Linked DNA regions of Anas platyrhynchos: region 2 is linked to region 1. A link is a contact called in public Hi-C data. All regions are on one chromosome and are shown on one strand. The core of a region is the stretch at or near the end of the contact, and the rest is flanking DNA. Distances in the headings are between cores, read along the strand shown.

Evidence for each region. A called contact is a pair of places that touch in the nucleus more often than the background predicts.
Region 2: a Hi-C map of F5 follicle shows a contact between it and region 1, with 3 times the contacts expected there. The contact joins two enhancer-like sites. A contact is called at or near these places in 2 of 8 Hi-C or Micro-C datasets (F5 follicle and small yellow follicle).

What each region holds. Positions count from the first base shown.
Region 1 is chr3:69,443,226-69,450,298 of IASCAAS_PekinDuck_T2T, forward strand. It overlaps DCBLD1 (discoidin, CUB and LCCL domain containing 1), which reads right to left. Exons shown (of 16, transcript XM_038177004.2): 16 at 4,847-7,073. The coding sequence ends at 6,713. Among named protein-coding and RNA genes, the nearest start is that of GOPC, 37 kb to the left of the region's middle. Within about 2 kb of position 1,991, at least 4 of the 8 cell types and tissues checked have an H3K27ac peak or open chromatin away from gene starts, as enhancers often do. A contact at or near this core is called in F5 follicle and small yellow follicle, where this site is marked.
Region 2 is chr3:69,526,648-69,533,092 of IASCAAS_PekinDuck_T2T, forward strand. It overlaps ROS1 (ROS proto-oncogene 1, receptor tyrosine kinase), which reads left to right. Exons shown (of 45, transcript XM_072036083.1): 10 at 1,391-1,513; 11 at 3,429-3,613; 12 at 4,795-4,892; 13 at 5,422-5,933. Among named protein-coding and RNA genes, the nearest start is that of ROS1, 16 kb to the left of the region's middle. Within about 2 kb of position 3,279, at least 4 of the 8 cell types and tissues checked have an H3K27ac peak or open chromatin away from gene starts, as enhancers often do. A contact at or near this core is called in F5 follicle and small yellow follicle, where this site is marked.

The DNA.
Region 1 (7,073 bases), core at 741-3,240:
ACCACGTTGAGATTTGGCACTGAGGAGAAGCGAAAAAAGGGAGAAGAACATTGCATTTTGCTCTTGTTTAGTTTCAGACTGAAGGTTTTAATTTTAATTTTATTTTATTTTAATCAGGAGAAGAGGAAGATCTGTTCACACTGACCCACACGTCATGTTTTCTCTACCACTGTTGGTTTCCAATGACTACCAAATGGTAGAGCAGTTCCCAAACACGTCTGTCAGTAACCAGGTGATCAGTGAACTTCTCAGCCAAATGTTCTTTTGCATAAAATATTTATGTCCTTGATGCTGGTCCTTATATAGTGAAGTGACTGTACTATAATAAGGGGGGATAAAGTGTGACAATCTGTTGGGAAGTTAACTATGAACTATGGACTCTAAAGGGGTATCTTTATGATGCCATATGCTAGACATGTGTAAGATAGTAGAAAAGTTATTGTAGCATTTTTTACCAAAATCATGGGTGGCTTTGTGTTGCAAGTGTCAAAAAAAGATGGGTCCTGTCTTTTGTGACACAGCACTGTATGCACTAAGGCATGTGTGGAAGAGAAAGTAAGAGCTGTCCACAACCTTTTCACATCCATGTATGACTCTCATGTTTCCATGTTACAGGCCTACTTTATCCAGGTCACCAGATTCAAATTTTATAAAACTGTCTGTCAGAGCAGATGGTGTCACTTAAGGATAAATAGCTTAGCCATAGATGTGAAGAAAAGCCGCCTCTTCAAGTAAGGTCTGCTAGCGCATCTCAGGCTTTATCACCTATGTCTTGTCTCCCTGCATGACAGAGAGTTTTTAACAGGTTTGTGATTGGTGTTCTCAAAGATCTTTACATTTTTCGGTGGGCTTGATTAGTTGATACAGCTCTGGACAAATGGTAGCATATCTGTCTGTCTCAGTTTGTCCATCTGTGGAATGGGTTGCCTGGGCCACAAAAGCTTAGATGTGCAATACATTTGGGAAGGCTGAAGTTTCTCGTATGTGCCCAAGGCATCAAATTGTTCAAACCAATGGCTTGGAAGTGGCTAATGTAACTTGCTGTCTTTCTAGCCTGTTGTCCTCTACAGCCTGTTGTTCCATTCTTTTATGGTCAGTGTCACCATCTCTGCTCTCTGTCACTCCTCATGTAGCTCTTTGGGAGACTTCTGATAAGCTCTCCCTGGGTGCGTTAGGCTTCCGCCACTGCTGGATGTTTCTGTATTGTTTGTGTTAAATTGTCGCTAGTATTTCTTTGATGGCTAGAACTTTGGTTTTATTTCTTGTCTACCTACAAGAGAAAAAGTGTATGTTTTACGGTCTGTTATTGTCTGTTAATATCTGATTCAATTGAGAGAATTTTGCAGTCCGAGTAACTTGTTATTTTGCAGATTTTCTCACTCCTTTTACTAGCTCAGACTCACAATAGGAAACGCTTGATATTCAGAGTTATTGCTTATCTTCAGGTGGGCAGATAATGCAGATCTTTAAGGGAGCTTTTCCAGTCAGGTCAGTTAGAAAATTTGTGTCTACCCAAAATTATGGATTCCTGAAGTCAGTCCCGGATAGTGGTCAGGACATGTGAGCCTTAATTACAGCAGCATGTCACCAACGTGGGCTTATATTTTTGGTTATGCTGAAAAATGATGTTGTGCTGTAAATTAATTGTCTCCTTCCTGAATTTCTCTTTCAGATAACTCTGTCTGTATAAAAGTAAGTGAGTTGATAATCTCTTGGATGTTGTGTGGGCTCTTGGTAGAGGCGTTGCTAGTGGCTAAATAAATAATGAATTAACTCAGCCCGAAACAACAGCTTACTGAATAACCTCTGCATACAGTAAGTGGAGAATGTTTTTCAGGACTTTTCAGATCCATAATGTGATGCCAAGCCTAAACATATGGTGAAATTTGAATGAAAATTCTCCAAATTCTCATGTCCAGACTATACAATGAGATAACACAGAAAGGCAGATGTTAGGCGTCCTCCTTATCATTTACAGCACGAGTTTTCCCCAACTAAGGATGTCTCCCCTCTTGTCTTTATCTAGTTTAGAAACACTTTGACCCCTTCTTGTATGCCCTTTGTAGCTGGTAGGACTGCACCAAGGGGCTTCAAAAAAAAAAAAAAATAGCAATCAGGAGTTTCTATTTTGAGTTTCAAAGTTATTGTGTAGTAATGGCACCTTCCCTTTAAATAAGCAGGTTCCTTGAAACTTATTCAGTCTTCAATAATTCATAGACATTGCCACTGCTCCTTTATAATGTTGTTTGTCTTGTTAACCTCACGCAGCTATAGCAGAGTATTTTTTTAGTATACGTGTCAGGTTCAACAGTACTGATGAGGTTCAAGTGAAAAGATAAATTCTACTCATTTACCCCATGCTGTACTATTGCAGAGGGGGTTGGAGGTCAGTACAGGCTTACATCATCACTGACATTGGAAAGAAGCAAGTAGAATGGATTTACTTTTATGGAAAAAAAAAAAGGAATAAAGAAAAAAGGAATGCAGCAACATGACCTTGTCATTCCTGCAGTCCAGACTGATTACAGGCTAAAGGGAGCTGTTTGGACACCCGCTCGCTGACCAAACCTAACCTGGTTTGGAGAGAGGATTAATGGAAGAACACTGATGGATTTTTACAAGGTTGATTTTCAGTGGATACCTGACCCTGCAGGACTTCTATGAGACCTCTGGCTCATTTCTTAGAGGTCACAAACCTCTTGTTCAGAGGTAATTGCTTTTTGTTACTCACCGCCAGTGAAATGAATTTGAGCTGCATGGAGAGAAACTACTGGTTTAGCAAAAACAAACTAACACAAACCAAAAAACAAACAAACAAACAAACAAAAAAAAAAAAACCTGCCTGACTTTGGCAAAAGCCAGGACACAGACCAATAATTACACTTTGTTTAATGTTTATTAACTACCTCAGTGGTGACTTTATATGCACAGTTTTGAAGGTGTTGCCACAGTGCAACGCTACTGTTTTAAGGTCAAGAGGTTTAAGCGTAACTTAGTGCTAATAGTATACTTTGTTATGGCAACTGCACTTCTTTGCTGTGGTTTTTAGATTCTTCAGAGGTACTGGGTGAGTGAGGCCTTGTGCTGGATAGCGGCAGCAGTCGCCACCTGTGTTACACAGACACAAAATGGAGGCTGCCTGGGCGGGTCACAACAGTGGTGGCCTGGGGGCTCCCTTAGCACCTCTCCAGAGGTGTGGGCTCTGTCACTTACTGACATTGGGCACCTGGCTTGCTCTGCACTGCAACTGCAGGTTAGATAGATCATCTGAGCACTGTAAGGCCTCTGCTGCCTTCTCCCGTCTGCTGTATGGCCACAAGTCCATTTTCTGCCCATGCATCCCACTGCAGCTCAGCAGACAGTGTCCCAAAAGCCTGGCAATGACAGGGTGGCACTGGGGAGGACACAGCAATCCGTGTCATACATCTGCATGGCAGAGAAGACTCCAGCACCACAGAAAAACAAATCATACCTGTCAATGATAGTGACCCACCAAGCACTTAATCAGTCAAGTGTCTGTTCCTGTCATGGGGCCTACAGCCTGACATTCCCATCCTGTGCAGGAAAAGTTTGTGTCTTAGACTGGCTACATACACATTTGTGTATTTGTTGTGGTGTTTGGAGAATCTACTAATTTATTTATTTATTTATTTATTTATTGGGGTGGGAGTCTTTCTTCGGTTCCTTCGGTTAGCGACGAGCAGTGACAATGTGTGACCCTGTTCACAGCACAGTCAGAGGCTTGCTATCGACGGCGGCTGGAACAGGTAGATCCTTAGGGCTGTGACCAGTTAATATTTAACCTTCTTGTGAACTCTGGCGCGGTTTTACTGTTCCAGCCTACTGGGAGCAACTGCTCAGGAGAGGAGTTTGGTACTGAATCACTGCTGAAAGTCTCCGTTAACCAGATGGTCAGCCTCATAAAGAGGTTAGACTCTGCTCTGCCACAATCTCTAGCGACGTTGGAGGGAGACCCAGTGCAAATGCAGCCCTTCCTACTGTGTTAATGGTTTGAAACAGGGCCTGTCTTAGAAGGAAGATTTTTAATTATGTGGCGTTTGCTAAGTCTGGCTGTGTTATACCTGCAGCTGGTTTTGGCTGTGAAAACAGGCTGGGGCAGGCAAGCCGGAGAAGCCATTCTGAGGCGGAGCACGAGGATGAGCCACCACAGCTGGGAGATTCGGGCAATCCCTTTCCTTCCTACATCAGGGTTTAGTATCGCTGCCACCATCAGAATGGAGAGACTACACAGGTAGGAAATTACGTGCATATCTGCTGTGAGGGTCACCAAAAACTGTTTCCCAGGCTGAGGGGGAGAATGCCACTATGGCACCTGCAGCGTGCCGCAGATGCAGGATACATGTGGCTGAGGCATGCCAAAAGGTTGTTATAATACAAGCCGTGGCATCGATTGCCTGCTGCTGTTGCACTGCTACATTATCTTGGTGCCTCATTAGGTGGGGAATAGCTCTGATTACTGAGCTCTGCTTGTTTGTGAAGTGACAAGTCAGGCTAATCAGCTGTGTGGGTGCAGTATTGGTTACAGCCTCACTGGGGGGGCATCCTTATCCTCTCCTCAATTATGTGCTTCCAGCAGCAGGGTTGGGCACAGAAGTTTGTTCGTGGGCGCTTCTTCTCTAGAGATTATGGACAGAGAAGCCAGGCTAAATGGGGCACTGAGATAATCTTTTTTTAGCCTGTCATACTGAGAACGTAAATTGCAGCCTCGCAACTGGCACTTTTGCAGAGAGTAAGGAACACTTATTTCTCACCCTGCAGGATATGTGACAAGAGTGGGTGTGCAGTGATGATAAAGTCACCAAGTTAAGTACCAGGCCTGTGTGACTGATTTACAAATACCAGTGTGCTTTATTTACATAGACATGTAAACAACAGAAGGTAAACAACACCACCCAGCTCGGTCTAACAAACAGGCTGCTGCTGCTTCGCTTCAGAACCTGAGGTGTTTTATACATTTCACAGAAACTGTATTGACAGTGAACACAAGAGGACTACAAGGTTAGCTCGACTCTTTCTTCTTTGCACAGGAATTGCATGCACTGTGCATTGGCGTGACAGAACTGTACCACTGAGGCCACAAAACAAGCATACGTGAAGAACCCACTAAGAGCTTTTCTTAAGGTCAGATATGGCTTGAGTTAGCAAGATTTGTATGTAGTGTCACTACAGCTGTTCTGTGTTCTTACAGCACTTTCCATCCCAGGATCTGAAAGCGCTTTAGGACCAAACAGCAAATCTTTGCTGCATCCTTTGCAAACGATCCCATTTACACGTAAGAAAACAGAGCGCCTTGAAACGGTGACTTTCCCAGAGCTCACGTTTAGTGGTCTAATTTCCCATCCCTGTGCCTTAAATATAGCACCGTTCTTCCTTCCCAGAAGTATATAACTTCTTGATATTTGAGGACACGCTTTCAAAGTTAAGGTAAGGCTCCAAGTGCTGCGAGTAGAAGGGCAGCGGATGGTCCCAATCACCACTGAAGCTGTTTAGCTTCAATGACGCCGCTGCTGAAAGAGGAGCCAACTACTGTGCAATACATTGCACCCATCCCCAAGCTTTTTCAAGTTTGTCCAAAAATGGAATTCATGATAACATCTGCTGCAAAAGAAAAACTATTTGAAAACAACTGTGCTGATCTGCTGTCTTGCAAATTTAAATGCAACAGTAAGCCAAACACACGCTGTGTTTTACTTTGACTAAATATTTCAAATGGAAATGTTACACTAAATTTGCAAGACAGAAAAATACCCAGTGGAATAATTAAGAGTTCAGAAGCTACGCTGCTTTGTGTCAAGGAATGAGTTTCCTTATAGTTTAGCAGCAACAGCATCAGCTAGGGCTTGAACAGGATTTAATTCTTAGCTGTAAATTCACATTTTGTTTCCACACACATTTCTTGAAAAAACATATTGGCAGGTGTTGATATTTTTTTTTTTATTGCAGATGTGTCTGCAAAGTGATCACCATGGCTTGAATCCAATGCTGGTTCCACTTTTCTACCTCTTTTTGACACGAATAGCAAGTTAGGCTCAGCTCAAAAACTAGATCAAATTCAAGCATCTAAGAACTGCTGTGAAAAAGCAGCTGGGCAGGTGAGATTGAACATGATATTTAAATGCTCAGCTGCCTTCTCTTGTGCACTTCATGCTTCAAGTAGTTTTACTTCTACCCTCCCAAGAAGAACTATAGTGATGCCCTATCTTCAGTTTTCATAGGAAAGGAACTGAAGCACCACAACCTTAAGATACAACAACCTTAAGATACAACATATACAGCTGTCAGTACAACTGCATATAAAATAGAGGGAGAAAGAGTTTTTTTTCTTAAACAGGCATTTCTGCAGTAATGTGTTTTTTTTTTTTCTCCTTTCAATTCCACAGGTGCAAAGGAAACTTAAGAAATTCTCCTTAAATAAAAGCTATGTACAAATTGCACACATTGCAAACGGAGCACTGAGATCAGTTACAGAAAATAAGATATACAGTCTTCACTGATAACATCTCTCTTGCTATAAACAGTGATAAACAGCATATGCTTTCTTCAGATGTCAGAACCCAGCAAGACTGCAATATTATGTACACAGGGTTTGTTTGCCTTCTGCCTTCCACAGCAGAATCCTTTAAAACTCTGTTTTCACTTCGGAAGCTGTGCAGCGACATTCCTGTGCACCACGTCTCTCTTGCTCAGCACATCACAAGAGAGCTGTCATTGCTGTCTGGCTTATTGGTTTGAGGCAGTCTCTGGGGGTTGAGTAACCCTCGCTCCCTAGTGAATTCGTCTGAGGTTTCTGGTAGTCCGTACTGTAGCTCACGGAGGTCAGAATACTGTTAACTTTAGGTTTATCATAGTTTATTACACTCTGGGGTGTCTGATAGTCTCCATTCCTCGTGTCGGTTTTGCATGAGCTAGAGAAACTGCCGGCGGAGAGGGAATGCTTCTGCGATGAGATTACAGGTACGTTGTAGCCGTTTTCAGAGGGGAAGTTATTTTCTCTGGTGACGTGCCGCTCTATGATCGGGGTGGCGTATTCAGGTTCTTGGCTGGTGAGGGGC
Region 2 (6,445 bases), core at 2,029-4,528, 85 kb after region 1:
GTCCAGACTAGTACATCTCATTGAGTTCATTAAGTCAAGTCAATTTGCAATGAGTTAATTTAAAGTAGAAAACAAACAGACAACCCTCCCTGCCAGAACAACTTCTGGCGTGGGGAGTCTCCCCCCTGCCCCCTTCCTAGCTGCTACTTAAAAGAGTTGATTGCTGAGAGTTGCACCAGGGTGCACTTTTTGTGTGTGTTTGGGTGAACAGGATCTCCCTTCTGCAGGTGTCGCATTCAGAAATGGTTTTACTGTGTCAGAGAATGAATCCAATCTCTGGGCTAAACTGTAAGAAATGACACTGGAAAAAAGATGAGGAAGTGACACTAGTCTCTTATACTAGGTACAAAGGTAAATGTACAAAGGAAAATGCTCAGTGCTGCATTTGGGTTGGAGTCGTGCCAGACACAGGCACAGGCTGGGAGAGCAGAAAGGGACGGAGGCTGCTGGTGACAGCAGGCTCAATGTGAGCCAGCAGCCTTCCCTGGCAGCCAGAGGGCAAACAGCACTGAGGGGTGCATTAAGCACCGCACAGCCAGCTGGTCAAAAGAGGTGATGCTCCTGTTATATTTAGTGTTGGTATGGCCTCACCTTGCACATTGTGTGCGGTTCTGGGCTCCACAATATAAAAAGGATGTTATGATTCTTAAAAGCATCCAGAGTAGGGCAACAAAGCTAGTAATAGGACGTGAAGGCATGTCCTGTGAGGAGAGGCTGAGGACACTTGGGTTGTCTGCTCTGGAGAAGAGGAGGGCGAGAGGCGACCTTGTTGCTCTCTGCAACTCACAGAGCAGGGAAAGTGGGGAGGGAGGTGCCGGCCTCTACTCCCTGGTCACCGATGGCAGGACATGAGGGAACGGCACAAAGCTGCACCAGGGGAGGGTCAGGCTGGGTGTTGTGGGATACCATACTTTGACTGCAGTTTTCGAAGAGGCCAAGGGGAGTTAAATATCTGGCTTCCATTGGATTTCAGGGTGATATGGATGTCTTAGTGTGTTCTGTTCCTAGGAATCCTTAGGTCCTCATTTGCCCCAGCTCACTTTCCTTCACTAAGGAGACTCATGTTACAGGAAATAATGGTGTGAAATTCAGGTGGTTCATTCTCACCCTGGACAAGTAGCCAGATGGTCTTGGTGTAGTGGTGAATAACTCCATCCACTTACAACACTCAAAGAGTTTAAGTTTTAGTCAGTCATTGCTACCATAAGAATGTATGTGTGTATGTATATATGTGTGTGCATATGCATATGCATTTCTGTTAATGATGTGTCTGACTTAACATTATTTTTTGCTGCAGTCATCTGTCTAAATTATGAATTTCTTCTTCTTCTTCTTCTTCTTTTTTTTTTTTTTAATTAATTAATTTATTTATTTATTTATTTATTTTTAGTTAAGGAAAAGGCAAAATGGCTCTTCCTATCCAGGAACCAATCTTTAAGGAAAAGATACATGGAACATTTCCTCGAAGCAGCCCAGTGCCTCCCAAGTGGTATAATACACCACAACATTACAGGTAAAATTTCATTGGTCTCTCTCTCTCAGGTGTAACTTACACCTCCGTGTTTGCCAAGGGCAGAATGAACCTGAGAGAGTATTGGCCTCCCTTCATAATCAGTGAGGAGAATGCATCCTCAGTAATTTTGCATATGACACCAAGTTAGGTGCTTGTGTCGATCTGCTCGAGGGTAGGAAGGCTCTGCAGGAGGATCTGGATAGGCTGGACCAATGGGCTGAGGTTTGCATGAAGTTTAACAAGGTCAAGTGCCGGGTCCTGCACCTGGGGCGCAATAACCCCAAGCAGAGCTACAGGCTGGGAGATGAATGGTTGGAGAGCCGCCTGGCAGAGAAGGACCTGGGAGTGATGGTGGACAGTCAGCTGAATATGAGCCAGCAGTGTGCTCAGGTGGCCAAGAAGGCCAACGGCATCCTGGCTTGTATAAGAAGCAGTGTGGCCAGCAGGGCTAGGGAAGTGATTGTCCCCCTGTACTCGGCTCTGGTGAGGCTGCACCTTGAGTACTGTGTTCAGTTTTGGGTCCCTTGCTACAAGAAGGACATTGAGGTGCTCAAGTGAGTCCAGAGAAGGGCAATGAAGCTGGTGAGGGGTCTGGAGAACAAGTCTTATGAGGAGCAGCTGAGGGATCTGGGATTATTCAGTCTGGAGAAGGGGAAGCTCAGGGGCGACCTTATTGCTCTCTACAGGTACCTTAAAGGAGGCTGTAGCGAGGTTGGGGTTGGTCTGTTCTCCCACATGCCCAGTGACAGGATGAGGGGGAATGGGCTAAAGTTGTGCCAGGGAAGGTTTAGGTTGGATATTAGGAGAAACATCTTTTCTGAAAGAGTTGTTAGGCATTGAAACGGGCTGCCCAGGGAAGTGGTTGAGACACCATCCCTGGAGGTCTTTAAAAGACGTTTAGATGTTGAACTTAGTGATATGGTTTAGTGGAGGACTTGTTAGTGTTAGGTCAGAGGTTGGACTAGGTGATCTTGAAGGTCTCTTCTAACCTAGACAATTCTGTGTGTTTCTGTGATTCTGAGAAATGGAAACTTTCAGGATGTGATTTGACCCTTTTGAAATGACAGGCATTAGGTTGAGATAATTTTTTCTCCCCAGAGTTACCTCTTCAGTGAATCTAGTCATCTAGTTCAGAGGTGGACTTTTAAATAGTAGATATACAAATTGAGGTAAGGTGAAGCCAAAGCAGGTGTTTGTTTCCCTATGACTGATGACTGCATTTTCTCAGCATGAATATGAGAAAGTAAAGTGGCTCAAGCTAAAGACTTAATACAGTGTCAAAGGATGCTGGCTGAAGTGTATGCTAGTGTTGTGTGTTAGCAAGTTTGGGGCATATTGCTTCTGAACAAGACATTTCAGTAGCCTAAATCACCAGACTACCATGTTATCTCAAATTATGTGCCCCTGTAAGGTCTGTTATCTACACTGGTGCTGTATGTGGTCCTTGGAGACAGTATGGAAATCTGAGTTTATCTTCTGCAGTTCACAGAGCCACAAAGACGCCAGAGAATGAACATTGCCCCAGACTAAATACTCTGTGATAGTACAGGAGTGGCACAGATAATGTCTAGCTTAAATTAGAGTACATGGTGCTTTGTGAGCAGATACAAACTGCATCTCTTTGCCCTGGAGAGGAGGAACTGGTGTCAGTTGGTTTGCATTTTATATATTCTTCTTCTGTCTGATTACCTTTGTGAAAGGCAATTGTCTACAATAATATCACTTACATAGGAGATGGGAAAGTTTCGTTATCTGAATGACTAGAAGTGGAGGAGAGAAAAAGTTAACTACTCTCCTATGAAGCTGGGTTACAGATTGAAAAGTACTTCTTTTTAAGGCAATTAGGAAAAAGTACATGAAAAATTGAGACATATTTCTTATACTATTTGTGTGCACATATTTTTCTATTTTTTAGGAATTTCAGTGAATGTTTATCAGCAAGTTGTCTATTTTTCTGAGGGGAATTCCATCTGGGTGAAAGGAGCTGCAGATATGTCTGATACGTCTGACGTAATGCTCTTTTATGCTGGCCGGGGGAATATAACATCAATCTCAGTAGACTGGCTTTACCAGAGGATATACTTTGTCATGAATGAAAAGGTAGTGCTCTGGGGCTTAATTAATTTCTTATTTTATTTGAGCCACTCCTACAGTTTAATTCACTTGAGAAATTCTGTTTTATATTTATCATACACAAAATATAATTGTAGAAATAGAGCTTTAACTTCAATAATATTCACATATTTCACAGATTAAAAAAAAAAAAAAAAAGAAAAATAAAAGAAAAAAAAAGAAAAGAGGAATATCAAGTCACATTTAAGCAAACAGGTTATACAGAACTCTGTCTCCTTGTCTTATTTTTTCCCCTCAGGACATAAAAGGCTTTAGTTTTAACTGCTTTATTTTATTTATTTATTTATTTATTTTTTGAGACTGGCTTCATGTCCAGTTCATACCCAATATTAATAACTTTGTTCTTGCTGCTGGGTTGCTTGCTCTATGTACCTCCTTTGGTTCCTACTCTTCCTCAGGAAGATGGTGTGGTAACTAGTCAGTGATTACAATGCTCTTCATAGATGGCAAAAGTTCAAGAGGGAAAGTGATGACAGCTGAAATTACTACTGTTTCAACCTGAAGTAAAATTATAGATAGCAACTCTGCACTTGATTCCCTGCTGGTGAAACATTAATTACATTAATGGCCAGATTTTGCATATACCTTTGTATTGCTCTAATGCACAAAGGACTAGAAAGTTGCTCTAAATGGTTAGTGTTTTGTTGTTTTTTGTTTGTTTATTTATTTTGCTAGCTTCTTGTTGCTCTCATAGTGAGAAATGTAGTAGTGAGAAAATAATACAAAAGCAGCTGTAGATGAACACACTGATGACAGAGCTTTCTGAAGCTATTGCAGTTTAGAGAAGTCCCCAGGTATTGCCCCCAGCATCAGAAAAGCACTTTCTTCTCTCTTTGTCCTACTGTACTAGATCATTTTCAAAACACAGTTTGTCAGTACCCCAAAATCAGGCTTCTCCCTCCAGTTCAGAGGCAGCAAGCTAGGATGAAGATGACTGGCAAAGAGCTCTTTCAGGGTAAGTTGTTATGGATGTATTTGTATGTGCTACACTGATATACTCGGGTGTCTGACAACACAGGAGCTCAGAAGGATGTAGGCTTGTGAGAGAGGTATTTTGTTGTTGGGTTCACCTGAAAGAATCCCCAGTCAGCTTGTTTGCTTGTTAGCAAATGCCCTATGCATCAGCAGTTTCTCTTCTCATTCCCCAGATACATGTTTGTCATTTAGAGAACTGCACAGCAGCTGAAGACATCACTCCTCTTTATGTGACATCCCCTAAGAAGGTTGTAGCTGATCCCTATAATGGGTGAGTGTCCTCCTGTGAGCATTTGGTGTCAAAGGTGCTATAAAGCTCCTCTAATTGTCTCCACTTCAGTAGTCATCTAGTTCCTGTTTCAAACCCCTACCAAAACAAAAGTGCAATGGCAACAAATAACAAACTATAAAACTGTTGGAACAAAAGTGACACCTTGCAGTATTGTTTCTGCATTTTCTTCCCTAGGGTGTTATCAGAGGAGATAAAGTATTTCCCATACAGAAATTTGTTTTTTAGACATTTGGTGCATTTACAAGTATAATGCTCTTTGCATTATAAATGTCCTTGCTTAATACTTGAGGTATTATAGAAGAATACTCTCTAGTGATCTGCCAGCCAGATCCCCAGAAGGTAAAAAGTGATGTGCTTAATTCTCCTAGGATGTATATTAGTAGTACCAAAAGCATTTTCTTATTGTCTGCGTAAAGTCAGGCACATCTTCAAGCTGTTAAAATATTTGTGACTCATCCATAAAGCTCTTGCTTTGTAGTTACTTGGGTATATTTTGCTCCATGACCAGGTATATTTTCTGTCTCTTGGAGGATGGTATATACAGAGCAAACCTTCCACCCTTTCCTGACACTGCCTCTGCAGCTTCACTAGTTGTGAAATCCAGTGCTCTGAGAGACTTTGTGATCAACTTCCAGTCTAAGAGACTTATTTTCTTCAACAAAACAGAACAGGCCTTTGTGTCGGGTTTTCTTGATGGTTCAGAATTTCATATGCTGCGATCGCACGTGACGCTTGATGACATGGAGAGCTTTGTTTATGAAGATAACATGTTTACTGTCACGGATGGCTGGGCAGTTTTCCAGGAGGAGGTCTCTCCAGATGGAAAGTCTAGCTTCAATGAGTATGTTGTGGATTGCAGTTTGGATTGTCCAGAGTACTCTGGCTTTGGCAATTTGCTTTTCTATGGGGCATCAACTCAACCTTTTCCTTTACCAACTCCTCCGCGGTTTGTCACAGTGCTATTTGGATTGCATCAAGCTGTGATTAGCTGGAGATCACCTGAACACACTATTGGAACTAGTAAGTTCAGCTTTTATTTCTGAAAGACCAGTCCTTTTCTTTCTAGGGGAAAAACTTATTCTGTTTTCCTGTCCCTCATGTTGGACTTCAGTGACTTCAATAGCCAGTTCTGCTGGAAGATTTACCTCAGTCTGAAAAAATTTAACTCAAGATTTCCCAGTAAAATACCTGAATTGTCTGCATAAATTAAAAAAAAAAAAAAAAAAAAAAAAAAAGTTTATATAAGTGAGTAGCTCATCTGTCACTTGCAAGGGATTGTAAGCAAGGTGCCATCTTAACCAAGGTATGGAATGTTTGCTGATGATACCACACAGAAAATGCATGCCAGTGACTTAGTAGCTTTTAATCAGTGCTATAATCTACCTGATTGAGGAAAATTTTGGTTCTTCCAACTTCTTTCTTCATGGGGAACTGAGCCACTATTCTTGTTTGGTCACAGAGATGGGGAATATAAATTTTTAATTCATCTCTTTTTTTTAATCCTTCTGCTACTGGCATTTTTGAAATGAACT